2 separate regions of the Mus musculus genome follow, and region 2 is linked to region 1. The links are chromatin contacts, called in public promoter capture Hi-C maps. All regions are on one chromosome and are shown on one strand. The core of a region is the stretch at or near the end of the contact, and the rest is flanking DNA. Distances in the headings are between cores, read along the strand shown. Region 1 overlaps Gm12339 (predicted gene 12339). Region 2 holds the start of Nxn (nucleoredoxin).

Region 1 (2,831 bases), core at 25-2,524:
CTTTTCCCCAGCTCCGAGAATGACTCAACGTCAGACAAGTAACTTAACCTCTCAGAGCTCAGCTTTCCAGAAATAACAATAGTGAGGGCGACGTGAAGTAACCCATGACACACACTCAGGGTGGTGCACAGGAATGGCAGCTGTTGGGCTGCCCAGCCTCGACACCCTCTCCATCTGTGCCTGCTCCCATAAGCAGAGGGCACAGAACAACTGTTGGGGCCCAGTGCACCACAGCTGGAGGTGCCGGGCACTGCAGCGGGAATAGGAATTGAATGCAGGACCCTGAGAACACTTAGGACACCAGGCCTGTCTCAGAAGGACAGCTCAGAGTCATACAAAGCATTCATTCTGGGGGACTCAGCCTGACCCCCTGCCTCTCCCCAGCTGCTATGCACCTAAGCGGTTTCTCTAATCTCTAAGGCTTTCAAATAATTGGAAGTTATTATTTCCCTCACCCATCTGGATTTTGTTTGGTTTTATGATTCCCTTTTTAAAACTATTTATATATATTTGTATTTTGTGTGTGTGTGTGTGTGTGTGTGTGTGAGAGAGAGAGAGAGAGAGAGAGACAGACAGACAGACAGACAGACAGACAGAGACAGAGTGAGAGAAAGAGAGAGAGATACCACTATGACAGACAGAGAACAAGTTGCCGGAGTCTGTTGGCTCCTTCTACCACATGGGATTTGGAGATCAGGTTTGGCAGCAATACTCTTTCTCTGCTGAGCCATCTCACCAGCTCCTCTGGTTGCTTTTTAGGTTGTTTTATTGAAGAACACCTCTTTCTTTTTGTGCTGAGATTGTGCCCAAGGTCTTGTATGCACTCAGCCCTGAGCTGCACCCCAGGCCTTCTTAGGAAGCTTTCAAGGATGAACAAGGAACACTATTTTTCCAGTGAATATGTGTCTTGTAAATTTTGAGTTCTTTTCCAAGGTGCTTTGGAAGGAAGGAGGCCTCTGTACACACACACACACACACACACACACACACACACAAGCCCCAGGGAGGTGGAGTCTCAGCAAGCTCCTAAATGGAAGCACCAGAGGCCAGGAGCAGAGGGCTTCGCTGCTCTTCAGAAGCCAAGACCCCTGGGGAGGCCAGGACACTGGTGGATCAGAAATAATCAGGCCTGGCCAGGCCACTGCCCTCTGTGCTTGCAGCAAGGCCACATGCTGCAGGCTGCACCGAGCTCCTTCTGAAGCTAGCTCTGACTGCTTACAGGCCTTGATTCCTTCATTCCCAGCAATTGGCTGGCTTCCCGGGGCTGGAGCGGCCTTGAAGTTGACTGCTAGATAAGAAAAAGAGCTTTGCTCACTTTTGTTGTTGACTCAATCCAGTCAGAGCCAATAGCATGAAGACTTCAAACCTCCAAGGAAGTCTCCCTCAGCTGTGTTGTGTGGGCAAATTCAGGGCTGGATTACAGAGGCAAATGAAGTCCCAGCCATACTGAGTCTCCCAGGGAGAGCTGGATTGCAGAGGTGAGGTCCCAGCCATACTGAGTCTCCCAGGGAGAGCTGGATTGCAGAGGTGAGGTCCCAGCCATACTGAGTCCCAGGGCTGGATTGCAGAGGGGAGGTCCTAGCCATACTGAGTCCCAGGGCTGGATTGCTCACACTTTACCTTGTCAACTAACAGCTGGTGAGATGGCACAGTGGGTAAAGACTCTTGCCACCAAGCCCAAAGACCTCAATTGATTCCCCAGAACCCAAAACTCACATGGTTGTAATAGAGAATAGATTCCTAAAAGTTGTCCTCTGACTTTCACATGTTCCCAAGTATGCTGTGCACACATAACAAACTGACTTTTAAAAGTTAACTTGCGGGCTGGAGAGATGGCTCAGTGGTTAAGAGCACCGACTGCTTTTCCAGAGGTCCTGAGTTCAAATCCCAGCGACCACATGGTGGCTCACAGCCATCTGTAATGAGATAAGACGCCCTCTTCTGGTGCACCTGAAGACAGCTACAGTGTACTTATGTATAATAATAAATAAATCTTTAAAAAAAAAAGAAAGAAATGTAATTTAAAAAAAAAGTTAACTTGCCAACTAAGAATATAAAAATACCTACCAGGTGTGGTGAAACAGACCTATAATCTCATGATTTGAGAAGTCAGGCAGGAAAACCTTGAGTTCAAAGTCAGCCTGGGATGCATAGTAAAGACCTTGTCTAAAAACAGGTGGGGAGAGAAGAATATAAAACCATAACTATATATAAAGCCAATCTCATTTCAGGGAAAAGGGGATCAATTTGTGAAAACGGCTGTCTTAGTCTCTAATGTGCTCCACTTTCCTATGCTTTTGCACCTGCATCTGGGTCGAGTGACAAGGTCTCATCAGAACCCTGTCAGCTTGGCCCAACCTCCCTGGGCAGAACCGTGCCTTGGGAACCAGATGCCGGAATTCCTGGGTTCCAGGCTTGGGATAACCCATTGCCCAGTCTGGGCAAAATCCCTGTCCATACACAGCCTGGTTTTGAACCTACTCTTTCTGGAACAGGATGCTGTAGATGTCTCTGTGCCTCAGTTTCCCTCATCCTGGCATGTGCAGCAATCACTACGCTTACCCCCCATGGACTCTAGGGCAGACTGTGTGTGCTCACTCCATGCCTGAGGTTGCATTTCAGCTCGGCCCCTCCAGCCTTCTGCAGCTCTGCGGAGTTCAGAGTCCACTGATAGGACTGGGTGGAAATGTGCAGGCCAGCTGAAGAGTTGCTGGATCCCATTTCTGAGAGTGTAGAACCAGCCAGTCCTGAGATCATGCCAAACTCTGCTTCCAAAGCACCTGAGCAGAAGCTGGGACCTTGAGGCCCAGCCCCACAGATGGAAGGCACCC
Region 2 (2,700 bases), core at 11-2,510, 590 kb before region 1:
CTGAGGACTTTGGGGCATTTCTACTAGAAGTATGAGGTTATATTCTGAAATTTAAATGGTCTTGTGTCATACACTTTGTGCTCTCTGTGTGTGTGTGTTTGTGTGTGTGTGTGTGTTACAGTAGAGGAAGCCTGTGTAATTAAAGCATTCTGCTGCTTTCACTTTAATCTTTTGCATCTTATGTGTTGGTAGAGTTCTCTCTTTCATTCTTCCATTAGATGGCGGCAGATACGAAAGAAATAACCTCGAAAGCCATGAAGGATAGCCAGTGGTTGGGTTTTCCTCTTAAAATGTCACTGTTGTTAGTAGCTGAGCTGATACACATGAATGGTCCTCTTTTTTAAAAATGTGTGTATGCATGTGTATGTGTAATAGTGTACATTTTGTCCTGTGTTCGTGCCTAGGAAACTTGCCACAGATCATTTGTTTAATCAGGGTTCTTTCCTAGGCATTGGAAAGCATCTTTCAAGATGGGGTTAAAATTTTTTTTCTCTCTCAACTACTAGCAGACCTGAGATAAGCTATGAAGTCAGGAGAGCAGCCAATACTGATTTGGAAACGCTGCGCCATCTGTTGCATACATTTACGGAAATGGAAGAGAGCCATTTCCCATCGGGGAATGGTTCCAGCGACCTGTGGACTGAAATCCCACACTGTGACTTGTAATCAGCCCACAAGTATTTATGAATTCTCTCTCTTGTGCTTGGCATCAGAAACAGAGAGGTGGCGCCCGCCAGTCTACTTATAGTAACAAGCACAAAACACACACATGACTGATGAACAAGACCTGGCCTGATATAGTGACATTGGGTGGTGATGATGTTAAAACCCTACAAGTTTTATATGAGGTCTTTGGGGTTCAAAATGTCTTAAGGGTTAGTATTGGGAAGGGAGAAGGAGAGGCTGGAAAAAGAGCAAGAACCGGTGCAGAACTTCAGTGTGGAGAGGGTTTAGAAGTGAAAGGTGAGAGGAATTAAGGGGTAGGGATGCGGTTTAGCTCCTTTTGCAGCCTCGGAAAGCGCCAGTTCCGGGAGGATCGTTCTCCTGCCTTAAGTCCAGGCAATCTAGTCCTGGTGTAGAACTCGGGTCAGGTTTCTTACTTTAGCCACGTACCGGAGGCTCGCGCCAAGACGCCAGCTGCTAGGGACCTGCCTGCGCAGCGCGGGCCAGCCACGGAGGGGGCGTGGCTATGGAGGGGAGTGGCTGGGCGGCCCGGTGGGCGGGGCTCCCCTCTCAGCCTCCGCTGCCGCCGCTGCCTCCGCCCGCCGCGCGGACCAGCGAGCCGGTAGCTGTTGCGAGCCCACCCGCCCGCCCGCGTGCCGGGGCTGCGGTGGGCCAGGATGTCGGGCTTCCTGGAGGAGCTGCTGGGAGACAAGCTGGTGACGGGCGGTGGCGAGGAGGTGGACGTGCATTCGCTGGGCGCCCGCGGCATCGCGCTGCTGGGGCTCTACTTCGGGTGCAGCCTGAGCGCCCCCTGCGCGCAGCTCAGCGCCAGCCTGGCCGCCTTCTACGGTCGCCTGCGAGGGGACGCGGCGGCCGGGCCGGGGGCCGGGGCGGGGGCCGGCGCAGCCGCGGAGCCAGAGCCCCGGCACCGCCTGGAGATCGTCTTCGTGTCTTCGGACCAAGACCAGCGGCAGTGGCAGGACTTCGTGCGGGACATGCCATGGCTGGCGCTGCCCTACAAGGAGAAGCACCGGAAGGTGAGTAGCGCGGGCCCCGCGGCGCCCCCGGCCTGCAGGCGCGGTCCACGTTCTGGGAGCCAGCTGCTCGCCGCCCTCACCGGCTGTCCATAGGCCTGCCATCTCTATCTTGGCCCGCTCCCTCCTCTTGCCCCATCCAGGATCCTGTCGTGTTGAGGCGCTCGCGGCAACTCCTGGGTGCCAGTACCCAGCTGAGCCCACGCTGGGAAGTTTGACACCCCTCTGGTCCACGCGATGGGAATCGCGTAGGAGTGGCCGCTCTCTGCCCTCCCCACTCTACAACCCTTATCTTCCTCCTCTAGCCACTTGACTCCTCGCAGATACCTGTGGTGTGGGGGGTGGGGAGGGCACGAGCCCCCTTCCCATAATGCCTGCACCAGGAAGTTTCCTTTCTTTCCTAGAGAAATCTTGCCTTCCTGGGACCCCCTCCTCTGTGGCCAGGGACCCGGAGGCGGCTGCTGATCGGGGCTTTAGGAGAGAGGGGAGTTCACTCCTCTCCCCCTTTCTTCCCTTGCCCCCGCCCCGCCCCCTGGGCTGAGTTAGTGGCCACCGGGGAGCTTTTCATTGTCTGGCTGTCCAGCAATCTTCCCAGGCCCAGAACAGCCCGCGATCCTTGTACGTGCCATAGTTTGGTGGTGGGCTGACTTGGCACACTTCGAATTCGGTGCGGAACTGATCCCATCGGTGCAGATGAATGACAGCAAACGGCCCATCAGTTTGCTGATGAAATTAAGTTCGGGTTTCTGAGCGTATCTGTTGGGTGAAGACGTCTGTTTCAATAAAACCAATTCAAGACATTTTGCAATGAGTGCTAACAGGAAAAGTTTTGACGTGCCCTTGCTTAATTCGCGTGGCGAATGCAACGTATGACTCTGGCTCTTTCGTTTTCTGAGGAGCATCTTAGTTTATAGGGCACACAGGAGAAGGGCTATTCGGGGCATTTAGGTTCCTCCAGGGAGGGTGGTAACACATGCCACGTGTTCCTTTTATGTGTACAGAA

What was found. Promoter capture Hi-C pulls out the DNA fragments that hold promoters and counts their contacts.
Region 2: a promoter capture Hi-C map of liver shows a contact between it and region 1, with 2.3 times the contacts expected there. The contact joins the promoter of Nxn here to the enhancer-like site in region 1. A contact is called at or near these places in 2 of 39 promoter capture datasets (both in liver), 1 of 484 Hi-C or Micro-C datasets (CD4 T cells), 12 of 115 datasets of contacts at active chromatin or transcription factors (the SCID.adh cell line, bone marrow-derived macrophages, craniofacial prominence and 7 more) and 4 of 9 other capture datasets (adipose tissue, embryonic stem cells, liver and 1 more).

Annotation. Positions count from the first base shown.
Region 1 is chr11:75,810,539-75,813,369 of GRCm38.p6, reverse strand. The region is part of intron 1 of Gm12339 (predicted gene 12339); the gene reads right to left. Among named protein-coding and RNA genes, the nearest start is that of Doc2b, 16 kb to the right of the region's middle. Within about 2 kb of position 1,274, at least 112 of the 459 cell types and tissues checked have an H3K27ac peak or open chromatin away from gene starts, as enhancers often do. A contact at or near this core is called in adipose tissue, liver and pancreatic cancer cells, where this site is marked.
Region 2 is chr11:76,397,701-76,400,400 of GRCm38.p6, reverse strand. Nxn (nucleoredoxin) reads left to right here and starts at 1,260. Exons shown (of 8, transcript NM_008750.5): 1 at 1,260-1,700. The coding sequence starts at 1,341.